Regions from separate parts of the Zea mays genome. Here region 1 is linked to region 2. The links are chromatin contacts, called in public Hi-C maps. All regions are on one chromosome and are shown on one strand. Each heading gives the region's core, a stretch centred on a gene start, on an enhancer-like site or on the middle of the called end of the contact. The rest is flanking DNA. Distances are from core to core; before and after follow the strand shown. Region 1 holds the start of LOC101202727. Region 2 holds the start of LOC103650710 (pentatricopeptide repeat-containing protein At2g26790, mitochondrial).

Region 1 (7,108 bases), core at 3,236-5,735, 220 kb before region 2:
TACGTCGCCGACCAGATCCTTCTCCTGTCAGACGTGGTGACACACCTCGCAGGAGACCACCATCTCCAGTTCGAAGGCGTTCTCCTTCTCCACCACCTAGGAGGCATAGGTCACCGATGCGGTAATCAATGCTTAAATAACTTCTATAAATTTATAAGATATGTGAATGGATCACTGGAGTTGCTGATACTATTTTCTCAAACCAGTCTTTCACCTAGGAGGGGGCGTGGTAGCCCATCACCACGCAGGCGCTCCCCTGGGCCTCTTAGGCGGCGGTGAGTTTCTTTGAGCCTGTTTCTCTTTACCATTTCTGTGCAGTGCCCTTTAATACAAAGGTGACCAGATTGTGCACTTCCCTGATGTGCTAAAACTATGTAGTATTCTCCATTTTATATTTCATAGCTGTGGACTACACGTCCATATCCCTGCTAAATGTATCAAGTATTCTCTTGACATGGGAGGGGGCAATCAAAAGGGACTTGAAGGAATGGAATATCCCAATGGAGTTGTGTTTGGATAGAAGTGCTTGGAAAGAAGCTATCCACGTGCCCGAACCGTGATTAGGCCTTTTTCCTTTTAGTGCTCTCAAAAGCTTTTCCCTCCCCTTTCTATCTCTTTCCCCTTTTGGTGACATCTTGTTGGGTTTCAACTCTAGCCTACCCCAACTTGCTTGGGACTAAAAGGCTATGTTGATGTTGATTCTCTATTTTATATTTCATAGCTGTGGATTAGATATACCTTTTTGTAGATAACACAAGTGGATTATGTATATGTATCTCATGTTTATAATTAGTTGCTGACTGTTCTAAGCATGATCTTGTGATTGATTTCTAAGCTCTGAACTTATTACGCTTTTAGTATTTGGATACTTGTCTTCCCCCTTCTATTTTTCACATCTTGGGCTCGTATTGAAGTTCTGTCGATTTTTTAGTCCTCCCTCCATATTCTGCTGCTTAACTGCTGTGTCCATTCCTTACTTTTTGAAGTCGCTATGTATAGCAACTGTGCTCATTCCTTTCTTCAACCCCTCCTGTAGCTCACCACCTCCAAGGCGGTTGAGGAGCCCACCAAGAAGGCCACCACCTCCACGTCGCTTCAGTCGCTCTCCTCCTCGCCGACCCCTTCGCTCCCGCTCCAGATCAATTTCTCCAAGAAGGTAGTGGGTCTGACACCGAAATCTACCAGCTGACACTGCCTCTTTTGCACCCTGTCAATTCCCATTCTCTTGTATAATGCAGGGGACGAGGGCCTCCATTGAGGCGTGGTAGGTCAGACTCATCATATTCTCGATCACCTACTCCACCACCAAGAAAGGTGAGTGCTACAACTAATATGTATTTTTGTAGCATCAAACACAAAGTAATGCTGTTTTCTTTGCTTCTATTGCTGGTCATGCCTTGTAATATTGATTTACTAAGTGCTTAAACATGTTTCTTGTATAGGGGCCAAGGAGGGTATCAAGGAGCCGCAGCCCTAGAAAGTAACATATATGTATTTGTTTTGTAATACTCCCTCCGTCCTAAGATATAGTTCCTTTTGGCACTCTTTTTTTCCGTCCACATTCATCCGAATGATAATGAACGTAGACATAAATACAAACTACATTTGTAGATTAATTAATTAATGTTTGTTTAGTCAAACGAATTATATTTTGGGATGGAGTATGTTTTTTCTGGTGTTTTTGAATATACCAAGAGTATTCCATCCATAACTGAAAATATCTCCCGTTTGCAGGCCTCCTAGAGCAGGAAGAAGCGTCTCCAGTGACAGCCGCAGCAGCAGTTCACCTTCCCCTAGACGCGGCAGGTAGAAAGAACCCGTGGCATTGTGTATGCGGCAGGTAAAGCCTTTTATCCCTTGACTCTATCTGTATCGTTTGCCTGTGCTTGTGACTTGCTGTGAGTTCAAGTATTGGTTCGAGGAGAAGATGAGAGAACGCTACAGCAATGCTCCAAACGGATCTGCTCAACATGCCTGGTCGACCGCCCTAGTTTGTGTGGTCTACCCTAGACAGAATTATCTGCTGTGTTGGCTTGTGTACTTTGATTGTACCCCAAGTATTTTGAAGTTCTGAACTTATTTCTGCTAATTGGTGTCTGAAGTGGATATGTTGAATGTATTTTGTTTTGTTGGATAGAGTTCCTCAGCATTGCCACCGTATGAAAGATGAATCTATTGATCAACCAATTTGTGCATGCGTCACTATGTAGTTGAGACTAGACGCATGTGCCACGCGCAGCTTACAATTTGTTTTCTAATCTGTTTTTAAAAAAGTTCCATTTTGCCAACCCATGCTCAGCCTGTTGGCTGTTGCTCTGACCCACGATCTTTCTTCAGATCGAGTGGCATTGCTAACATAAACTCATTGATCTCATTTGTTAGAATGGAGTGCTGTAACTTTGTAACTCATTGATCTCTGTTGTTTATATATATACACACACACTAACGCACACGTGGTGAGTGATGAGGTGTCTCTTTGTATGACCAATCAACCGATTCTATAGCTCGGGTTGGCAAGCAACCCTTCCTAAAGCTTAGTTGCCGTTTGCAACCATTCCTAAAGATTCAGGTGTGGTTGTTTGGGAGGGCTGCAGTTTTTTTTTAAGAGAATTAGGGTATGTTTGGTAGAGCTGTGGCTGTGAAAAAAGTTGCTATGAGGTGTGAAAAAAACTGCTATGAGCTGTAAAAAATTAAGGTGGCGTTTGGTTTGGATATTGTAATGGTACTCGATTACGAACCGTATTGTATTCCATTGCTTCGTGTTTGTTTCGACCCTCTAGTGATCCAGTCACGGCGTAATTAGATACCGCTGTATACAAAGTCGATACCGCTCTGTGCTCTGAACCCCTCGCATTCGGATACTCCTACCTTACCAGCTAGCAACCAAACAAAAGGCGTCAATTGTTACACGGTAATCACTAGCAGTGAGACCTGATTACATTTTCATTACCGCTCCACTGGGTGAACCAAACAGCACCTAAAAACCATTTGGTGGAAGCCGCTAAAAGCTACTAAAAGATCTTCTATATATAGTTGTATAGTTTCATCCAAAAGGTCTATATATAGTTGTATAGTTTCATTCAAAAGTTTAGACGTGCTTTTAATTTTGCACTGTGAAAAAGCCGTCGGCTGAAAAAATGGTTTCTGTTTAAGGCTCTTTGGTTTGGTTTTTAGCAGACAAAAGACATCCAAAAGTTAAACCAAACACACTCATTATTAATCACCTAAATGCGCAGAATGTCTTCGGCTACCCAAATTCTCGAAATGTCAACTGGTCTAAGTGAGAATGAGGGAATTACTTCTCTATTTATATTGGGAGCCATGAAGTTAGATATTTGGTAATTAATTTTCATTAGGTCTCTACTCTACTCTTTTATGAATCCTATATAATCATTCCATCGAAGAGTCATTCTATGAAACCATTCCATCAAAGAATCAAAGGGCAAGACTAAAGAACTGGGAAAGATAGCTCTTCCAACGAATCATTCTGTAAAACCATTCCATCAAAGAATCAAGTAGCATCGAAGAATCGAAGAGCACATAAAACTGAACGTATGTTTATTTACATATAGAGCTGGTAATAATGTCTCTAGCCTATGAATGAAATTGAAATTATTTTATGGTGTGTTTGGTTGCAATGATGTAACAGAATAGGATAAGACAATCCTTTATATAAGCTTATAAGGTTGTTTGGTTTAAGATGTTGTTTGATTTAAGGTCAGAAGTTAGGATAGGACCGTTCTAGTCGACGACGTTTAGACTATCTCCAGCAGACTTATTATCCCATTTTTTATCTCGCTCTTTATTTCAAACTTCACTATAAAAACAATGTTATCTACAGTGCAAAATAGTATTTTACACGACTGATTACACGGCCTGCCTTGAACTTGCATATACATCTTCTTTAAATAGGATCTTGGATGGTCAATCTCACACGTTCGTTAGAGTTTATTCGTTTTGCTCTCAATCCACATAGACTGGATGAAATTGAGTGTGATTTAAATTTCAAATAAATCAAAATCTTAAAAAAATTCAATCTCATTTAATATAGGAATAACCGAACAAGCCCTAACGAAGACACTCACTTGATTGTGCATACGCGTGTAATCAAAGTCTCTCCGCCGACTCACCAGTTTGATGGGTCGGAACGATTCATAGCCGGATTGCTTCTCTAATTTATACTCCCTTGCACTATCCAGCGACAAATAAAAAGAAACGGAGGGAGTATAAACTTTGATTAGTTGGAACGATTCCGGGTGCAATCGGACGTAAACCAACGAGGCAAGGGTCTCCCGCCCCGCCTCTCCCCTGGCGATACCCCGCCGCCTCTCGCTTGTCCCCGTTCTTGAGCAATCATCTGCCTCCCTTTGTTCCCGCACAATCCCTAGTTGGGAGGGGGGCCATGGGGCGGCTGCGGCCAGATGGCCAGTAACGTGCAAAGATGAGCAGTAGATTACTATCGGTCTGCTCCATCGCCGGCGTCCATGGAGGCCTTCTACCTCCACCTTCTCCGCTCCTGCGCGGCGCTACCGCACGTCGCGGCAGTGCACGCCCACCTTGCGCGCGCGCACCCAAACGCCTCTCTCTTCCTCCGCAACTGCCTCCTGGCCTCCTACTGCCGCCTCGGGGTTGGGGCCCCACTCCACGCCGCCCGCCTGCTCGACGAAATGCCCCGCCGCAACGCCGTCTCCTACAACCTCGTCATCGTCGCCTATTCCCGCGCGGGACTCCCGGCCCTCTCCCTGGCGACGTTCGCGCGCGCGCGGGCGTGGGCCAGGGTGGTCGACCGGTTCACGTACGCCGCGGCGCTCGCCGCGTGCTCTCGGGCGCTCGACGTGAGGACGGGGAAGGCCGTGCACGCCATGGTCGTCCTGGGAGGTCTCGGCAACGGGTTGTTCCTGTCCAACTCGGTCGCCAGCATGTACGCCAGGTGCGGCGAGATGGGCGAGGCCAGGCGCGTGTTTGATGCAGCCGAGGAGCGTGACGACGTCTCGTGGAACGCGCTGCTCTCCGGGTACGTCCGTGCCGGTGCACGTGAGGAGACGCTGGAGGTGTTCTCTCTGATGTGCCGGCATGGTCTGGGGTGGAACTCGTTCGCGCTTGGGAGCATCATCAAGTGCTGTGCCTCCTCCTCTTCTTATGCTGCTGCTGGTGATGTCGGAGGAGGGCGCATCGCTGAGGCGGTTCATGGGTGCGTGGTGAAGGCTGGACTGGACGCCGACCTGTTCCTCGCGAGCGCAATGATCGACATGTACGCTAAGAGAGGCGCCTTGACCAACGCGGTTGCTCTTTTCAAGTCAGTGCCAGACCCGAATGTGATTGTTTTAAATGCGATGATTGCAGGATTCTGTCGTGAGGAAGCAGCCGACGTCGCTAGAGAAGCTTTGGGCCTGTATTCAGAGCTGCAGAGCCGAGGGATGCAGCCTTCTGAGTTCTCATTCTCAAGTATCCTGCGTGCATGTAACCTGGCCGGTGAATTTGGATTCGGGAAACAGATACATGGCCAAGTGCTCAAGCACAGCTTCCAAGGCGATGTCTATATCGGGAGCGCACTCATTGACTTGTACTCTGGCTCTGGTTGCATGGAGGACGGATACAGGTGTTTCAGATCCCTGCCTAAGCAGGACGTCGTCATCTGGACGTCAGTGATTTCAGGGTGCGTTCAGAACGAGCTTTTTGAGGAGGCACTGAGGCTGTTCCAAGAATCAGTACGCTGTGGACTGAGACCTGATGTTTTCGCGATGTCGAGCGTGATGAACGCATGTGCCAGTTTAGCTGTTGCAAGGACCGGTGAGCAGATCCAGTGCCTTGCTGTAAAGTCTGGCTTTAACCGCTTCACCGCCATGGGGAATTCCTTCATACACATGTGTGCTAGGTCAGGGGATGTTGATGCTGCCACCCGGAGGTTTCAGGAGATGGAATCGCGTGATGTTGTCTCTTGGTCCGCGGTGATATCAAGCCACGCGCACCATGGCTGTGCAAGGGATGCTTTATGCGTTTTCAATGAAATGCTGGATGCGAAGGTGGCACCGCCTAACGAGATCACTTTTCTCAGCATCCTTACTGCATGTAGTCATGGAGGATTGGTTGATGAGGGACTCAGGTAAGACTAGAATTTCATTTCATCATCTCAGAGCATTCGATCAATTTTCCAGTGCAACTTTCTATATATTCATACATTCTCCTTTGATGATCTTATGCAGGTATTATGGAATTATGAATGATGAATATGGATTGAGCCCAACCATAAAGCATTGCACCTGTGTTGTTGATCTTCTTGGACGAGCCGGGAGGTTAGCCGATGCTGAGGCTTTCATAAGGGATTCAGCATTCCATGACGATGCTGTGGTCTGGCGGTCTTTGCTGGCCTCGTGTCGTATCCACGGAGACATGGAGAGAGGCCAACTTGTGGCGGACAAGATAATGGATCTGGAGCCCACTTCCTCAGCATCCTACGTAATTCTCTACAACATGTATCTGGATGCTGGCGAGCTGTCCTCGGCTTCAAAGACTCGAGATCTGATGAAAGAGCGAGGCGTGAAGAAAGAGCCTGGTCTTAGTTGGATCGAGCTGAGCTCTGGAGTTCACTCTTTTGTTGCCGGTGACAAGTCCCATCCAGAGAGCAAAGCAATATACAGAAAAGTGGCAGAGATGGTTTCCAAGGTGGCGGGCATCTCTAGCAGGGAGCAGGATTTGGCGGGTTGCCACAGCGAAAAACTAGCTGTGGCATTTGGAATGATCCATTTGCCGCAATCAGCTCCGATCCGAGTGATGAAGAACCTGAGAGTTTGCCGTGACTGCCACTCGACCATGGAGCTGATATCCAAGAGTGAGAGGAGAGAGATAATCTTGCGAGACGCGATTCGCTTCCATCGCTTCAGAGACGGTTCCTGTTCCTGTGGCGGTTACTGGTGATGATGACCAACCCAAGGCTCAAAAGCGCGACATAGCCCACCTATTGCTTGACGCGAGCACCTGACATGGCTTCCGTTGGGGGCAAGCTAGGTCACTGCCGGTGCACATGACGCTGCATGCATGGCTTAATTAAGTTACTCAACCCCCACTGTAGCTGGATACCACAGGCTGATACACGGTGTTGTATATATAG
Region 2 (6,957 bases), core at 2,566-5,065:
GGATCGGGCGGAGCGGAGTTCGTCGTCTTCCGGGGCTGAGCCCGAGTCCGAGCCCTGGGTCGGGCGGAGCGGAGTTCGTCGTCTTCAGGGGCTGAGCCCGAGTCCGAGCCCTGGGTCGGGCGGAGCGGAGTTCGCCGTCTTCCGGGGCTGAGCCCGAGTCCGAGCCCTGGGTTGGGCGGAGCGGAGTTCACCGTCTTCCGGGGCTGAGCCCGAGTCCGAGCCCTGGGTCGGGCGAAGCGGAGTTTCCTATGGTGCCTGAGGCCGGGCCTGACTGCCTGTCAGCCTCACTCTGTCGAGTGGCACAGCAGTCGGGGCGGCGCAGACGGCGCTGTCTTTCTGTCAGGCCGGTGAGTGGAGCGGCGAAGTGACTGCGGTCACTTCGGCTCTGTCGACTGGAGGACGTGCGTCAGGATAAAGGTGTCAGACCACCTTTGCATTAAATGCCCCTGCGATTTGGTCGGTTGGCGTGGCGATTTGGCCAGGGTTGCTTCTTGGCGAAGACTGGGCCTCGGGCGAGCTGGAAGTATGTTCGTTGCTGGAGGGGGGCCTCGGGCGAGACGTAGATCCTCCGGGGTCGGCTGCCCTTGCCCGAGGCTGGGCTCGGGCGAGGCGTGATCGAGTCCGTCGAATGGACTGATCCCTGGCTTAGTCGTACCCATCAGGCCTTTGCAGCTTTGTGCTGATGGGGGTTACCAGCTGAGAATTAGGAGCCTTGAGGGTACCCCTAATTATGGTCCCCGACAATTACAGACCACATTAACATGGTAAGAAGAATGATTGTTCAAAACAGAAAGACGGAACAAACCACCTGACTCATGACTTTCCAACAAAAGTACCAAACTTAGACAGGACCACGTTATTAGACTCAAACACTAATTTGAGACCCTGTCGACATAGCAACGACACTGATATGAGGTTCCGGCTCATCGAGGTCACATAGAGTACGTCCTTCAGCATGAGCGTCTTTCCTAAAGTTAACTTCAGGTAGACCTGTCCAGTACCTCGAACTGCTGCCGGAACACCATTTCCATCAAGACTGGTGCGCTGTTGTATCCCTGTAATAAAGAGAACATGGATCGATTAACACAAATATGAATAGTAGCACCAGAATCCATCCACCAGTCATCTGATGGACTTACCATAAAGGCCTGAGGTGCATACCCTGGGGTGGAGTTAACCACCACGTTCTCTTCTTTGCGCTGAGGTGGAGGACCTTTTCCCTTCCTAAGTTTGCACCTCCGAGTTGTATGCCCGGAAACACCACAAACGTAGCAGATAAAATCCTCCTTTTTCTTCTTCATCTTTTTGGACTTAAGTTCATTCAGATTCTTGTGTGGAGAGTTCTTCTTCTTCTTCTGGAATTTTCTATCTTCACCTTTCTCAACAACGTGAGCCTGGAGTTGCTGTGATGACTTGTTACTGGACCTTGCACGCTCTTCCACATTTATCGCAACTGACAACTCAGTGAGAGTCATTTGCTTCTTCATGGGCGTCAGAATTGGTTTTCTGGATTGTTGTAAACTTAGAGAAATAAGTGACATGCTTTCATCAAATTTAAATATATTAAATATTTTAATTCCGAATAAAACAGGTATATAACTCAGATAAATGCCATATGTAATTATAACAGCAATGAACAGTAGCAATTCCAGTGAATGGAAACATGAAACATAGCTACTCAGTTCCATTTCAAAATTAAACATGGCTTGCAGATGAAGAAGGCAGAAGTTGCATATAAACATAATTGTTTATCTTAAAATATTGCTCTCAAAATAGCGAGTTGCTGCACTAGACAGCCCTGCAACGCTAAAGGGTGATCAAAGATCCTCAATTAACGTGACAATCCTATCTTACCAAATCATATCAATGCTGAAAATAACAACACACTAAAACCCAGACTGTCACGACGTCTCACTACACCGCTATCATCATCGAGCAATCAACTCTGCCCACAAATTGTGCAATCACATCCAAGTAAATAATACTAGCAAATTGCATAAAATTACTCAATAAATATAGAGATGCAACGGGTAACTCACAGGCTCACAGCACGTAGATTGTCTACGTGGGAAGACTAGCTCAGCGAGCACAAGGTTCTGTCCCAGAAAACCAATTCCGCTGCCCACGTCCGGGCCTGCACGGCGGGAGGTTGACGGAGATACTAGAGTCGCTGCTGGAGCCGAAGGAGACGTCCACGACACCAGCCCGAGAAGAGGAACACCGCGCAGCAGGGAGCCCAAGCACCAGACCACGGTGGATAGAGACCAGAGAATCAACGAGCAACACCAAGGCACGGAGCATCAACAACACCACACCACCACCACCGAGAACAACAGACAGCTGACGATACGGACGAGACCAGACACCCGGAATCGAGCAGATCGAAGGATTTCTCGCTGGAACAGTGGATTGGATGGAACCGTAGAGTCCAGGAGAAGGGGATCCACTTCCCTTATGTAGGGAGCTGACCAGGGCAGCCGCCAAGGACGGATCCATGCGAGATGCGCAAGCTTCAGCGTCAGTTCCGTGGGAACCGGAGAGGAGTGGAGCGTCGTCGCCCGCCCCCAACTCCGCACGCGAGTTTTACCTGGGCAACTCCTTGCTCGGTCTGACCTCCGTCCTTTGCCTGCGCGTAGGTTTTGGCTGCCGCTGGCTGGTCTGCTCGGCCAGCCGGCCTAATAGCGGCCAGCTAGGCTGACTTTTTTTTCCTTTTTTTTCTCAAAATGAACAGCACGTTGCACCGCCGCCCAACTCCTCCATCCGCTCGTCCCTGTCCTGTAAACAAGCTTTTTGGAACGTCGGTATTCGGATGTCTGGGCTTCGTAAAATAACTACCCCAACGAAGTATTTGAAATTTTGTTATTATAACAGGCTGCTCTTTGTATTTTTATTATCCTTGCTACTTTTAACCGTGCTGGACAGTCATCTACTGTTAGGTTTGTTCGTTTGTCCAGGAATAAGTTTGGAATCGTTCCGGCTAATCAAAACTTATATAATTTGGAGAAAAGATCCAGCTAGTAATTGTTTCATGCATCCCTTCCCAGAAAACCAAACGGCAGGCTTAGGCTATCTCCAGCAGGAGACTGTAAAGGGTCTTGTACTCTAAATGTAGGGGACGGTCAGGTCCTTTATCCCTTCAGCAAGGAACTCTAAAGCGTTCTCTAAAATTTAGAGGATGGCATGCGTCCGCTATCTGTAGAGGGTGCTCTACACACTGTACACCTTTTTGTGTCTGTACGCTCACGTGGTGACGAGTAGTAAAAAATAATATAGAATGTTAAATTAGTACACTGTTGATATAGAGGATGGAATTTAGGGGATATTGCTGAAGATGAAGAAGATATAGAGTACAGAATCTTTTAGAGAGTGCTGTAAAGGACAAATGCAATTTCCTTTATGGCCCGTTTGTTTCGTTGGAATTGAATTCCATTTTAATAATTATAATTTAGACAAAACTAATTAAGTTCATATATTTATATATGTAATATATTTGTATATTATCCAAAATCATATGAGAGATAGTTATATACTACATTTATGTCATAGCGAAGCAATTAGAAGAGTGTGCTATAAGTCGTACATCAGAAAAATAACATGTAAATTTATAGAATCAATTTTCATCTTTCACCTCATGAATTTGAGATAGACTTATATGATAACTTTGGAAAGTGGTGGAATATCATATTCTAAAAAATAGCCTATTTCATTAGTATGATTCCAATTTCTTGAAATGAAAGGAAATAAACGAGACCTTAAGGGATTAAATTTAGAGGACCTTGCTGGAGACAGCCTTATAACCACGCGTTTTGAGTTTTTGACTGAGCTGCCCCGTAGGAGCCCCATTCCCGTTCTTCTTCCAAAACAGTCCAGGTCCCACACCGGAGGTACGCTAGGGTTCCACCTGAGCTCTTCCTTCTTCCCCTTCTGCTCGTCTCCCCATTTGATTCCTCGCCGCCTGTGGCTTCTTCCCCGTTGTCATGGAGTCGGGCAAAGGTCCTGTGGTCGCGGACGATTAAGCGATTTGCTCGCTGCAGCCAGGCGTGCAAGGGTCGTTGCTCGCAAAGCCGCCTTCGTTGCTAGTGCGACGGCTTTGGAGATGATTGTTCAAGCTGAGAAGGCGAACACCGAGGCTGCCAAGAAAGCTCCTAGACCTCTGCGTCGTGATGTATGATATGCATTTTTCGTCGATCCTAAAATTACTTTGTCATTTGAAATAGGATCTTGATGCCAGTTCTTTATTGTTTTAAGTGGTGAACAAACTATGTTTGTTAGCAATTTTATTTGGTTGAATTGTATTGTTTCTGTTGTTTTCAAATCAATGGCAGTTCGTCATCACTTTCACTGATTAAATACAACTCATTTACCAAGTGCAAATGCTAAAGAGGGAACAAGGGAGGGAACAAGGGAGGGAACACTGGGATTACCTCGGGCTCTAGCGGTGAATCCAACCAGGAGTTGTTCACATCTGCAATGGTGAGGGAGAAGTTCGAGTTGGCACACCTTGCGCTGGGGCAGTGAGGCAAGAGTCTGCCGCGAGCACACCCTCGAAGTCGCTGACGATCTCATCGAGGGGGATGATCGGCTTCGGGTCCGACGGCGGATCCATTGCCGTCGAGGAGCAAGTGAGCTTGATCCGTTCTGGAAGAAGAACGGGAACGGGCCAGCTCAGTCAAAACGTGTGATGACAGGCCGTTCAGCGGTAGATGACTGTCCAGCATGGTTAAAAACGTCAAGGATAATAGAAATACAAAGAGCAGCCTATTATAATAACAGAATTCCAAATGCTTCGTTGGGAGTACTTACTTCACGAAGCCCAGACATGGGAATGCCGGCGTTCCAAAAAGCTCCCTGTAAACGTATCGCTTGCTTGATTGCTTGCACACCCGGCCACTGTCTACATATCCACTCTAAAAGAATTGGATATAGCATGATTTCTAGAACTATTACTGTCTGATCAGGTAGCACTGGTAGCAGAACACGGTGTTGTAGTGTCCTCGTGCAGATTAAGACTGAGAGCATCTCCAACAAGAAGTCCTATATTTGAGTCTTCAAAACTAAAATAGGACCTGATTTAGAGGGTGTTTGAATGCACTAGAGCTAATAGTTAGTTAGCTAAAAATATACTAGTAGAATTAGCTAGCTAACAAATAGTTAGCTAACTAGTAGCTAATTTACTAAAGGGGTGTTTGAATGCACTAGAGCCTAGAGGTAATAGTTGGCTAAAAAATCGCGGAATTAGTTAGCTAACAAATATCTAGCTAACTATTAACTAATTTACTAAAAATAGCTAAATAATTGAACTATTAGTTAGGGTGTTTGAATGTCTTCAGCTAATTTTAGACACTAACTATTAGCTTTAGTGCATTCAAACACTCCCTTAAATTTGTTTAGGGCCACAAAAACGTTTGCGGTTTCAACAGTTGAGCCCTATATCATATTATTAGAAAATAAATCATGTTATTTAGGAAATAAAAAGGTTAGGCATAGTTACAAAGTAAGGATAGGGCTCCAGTATATGAGGTACTATATTTAGGACTTGAGAGACCGAGCCCTATAGTCATTTGATGATTTTTTGTAAAATAGGGTCACTGTTGAAGCATGTTTAGAGTCCTATATTTCAAAATAGGACCCTGTTTAGGGCTCTTGTTGGAGATGCTCTGAGGTCAGTTCCTAGTGTTACTTTTGAATTATACCGAATTTGTTTCACCGCGGCATATTAACGACCATGGCCATCTTGTTTCTTCACTGGAAGATTCCACAAGAAATGGTCGATGTACATCAAGGACACGGGTTTAGTTTAATGCTAGTAAGATTTCTAGCCTGGGTGTGCAGAGATTATAGTTGTGCTATGGCCATAAGAACATATTCTCAAACGTTTCTAGTACATCGTCACCATACTGGAAGACCAATTCCCTGTTTCAATGTTAGATATACATGCTTTGCATCTGTATCACCCCCTTTGTAAAGAATCTCTTCATGGAGAAATGGTGTTCTATCTGTAACTATTAATTACCTTAACAAAATTCTCGTGTGGCTGGTCTCTAAGGACTTCTGTGAGTTAGCCAGGATTCTAATACTCCAACCACTGCATGCAGGAAATAGCCGGTTCTGCAAATTTGCAAAGTAGTTAATTTCCTCAGTTACAAGAGAAGGCTCTTGGTGGTTTTAACTTTTTGCTGGTTTTGTGTAACATTATTATTTGGAGACACATGAATGAATTCATAAGGAGTCATGTCTCTTGACCAATAATCTCTTGGGTTTAGCTATTATGTGCAATCAGCATGGAAATCAAATAATACGTTTGCCTGTTCAGTAATGGGAACTCCCTGAAAATTTTGATATGTTTTGTCTATTTCTTTTCTGGTTCAGGCATATTTCTTATATCAGTGATGGCTAATGGGTCGTAGGAGGAGCAGAAATATTTATGTCTCCAATGATCCTGTGGCGGTGGACCAAATGTACTGCTGAATGCTTCAGGCGCAGGAAGCCTTTTCACTGTGAAGTTGCTTGCCCCTACTCTAAGATCGCCGCTTCTGTTCAGTGTGATGACTCAAGTGGTGATGAAAAGCTGAACTTTGCTCCTGATAATGAGCCTATCCAGAAATGGCACCGGTCTTTGAGCTCTGACAGTGTTGTGCAGACACTCCGCTGTTTAAGGAGGAAACCTGCAGTTGCATTCACCTACTTTAAAGATACACATAGCCTTGGTTTTCACCATGACTTCTCAACCTACTCAGAGATCATACAAATTTTGTCCCATTCATTCCAGGGGAAGATGCTGGTATCCTTGTTTCGTGAGATTCTCTTGGGAACTGGTAGTGGTGGCCCTGAAATCTTACCGCTCATTGATCACTTGAGAAAAACATGTGCCACTTCTCACGTACTCTCGTATGCAGTCAATTGCTTAATCAAGGCATACACCACCTGCCACGATGCACAAGAAACAGTAGAGATGTT

The links. Hi-C and Micro-C count contacts between places; a contact is called where the count stands out from the background.
Region 1: a contact with region 2 is called in a Hi-C map of bundle sheath, with 2.5 times the contacts expected there. The contact joins the promoter of LOC101202727 here to the promoter of LOC103650710 in region 2. A contact is called at or near these places in 5 of 25 Hi-C or Micro-C datasets (bundle sheath, ear, endosperm and 2 more).

What each region holds. Positions count from the first base shown.
Region 1 is chr3:148,916,483-148,923,590 of Zm-B73-REFERENCE-NAM-5.0, reverse strand. It overlaps LOC101202727, which reads left to right and starts at 4,485. Exons shown (of 2, transcript NM_001279534.1): 1 at 4,485-6,103; 2 at 6,204-6,921. The coding sequence starts at 4,485. The coding sequence ends at 6,915. It overlaps LOC103650711, which reads left to right. Exons shown (of 12, transcript NM_001324272.1): 7 at 1-121; 8 at 207-275; 9 at 1,037-1,156; 10 at 1,239-1,314; 11 at 1,443-1,480; 12 at 1,735-2,075. The coding sequence ends at 1,810.
Region 2 is chr3:148,697,633-148,704,589 of Zm-B73-REFERENCE-NAM-5.0, reverse strand. It overlaps LOC103650710 (pentatricopeptide repeat-containing protein At2g26790, mitochondrial), which reads left to right and starts at 3,815. Exons shown (of 4, transcript XM_020550352.3): 1 at 3,815-4,165; 2 at 6,370-6,957. The coding sequence starts at 6,425.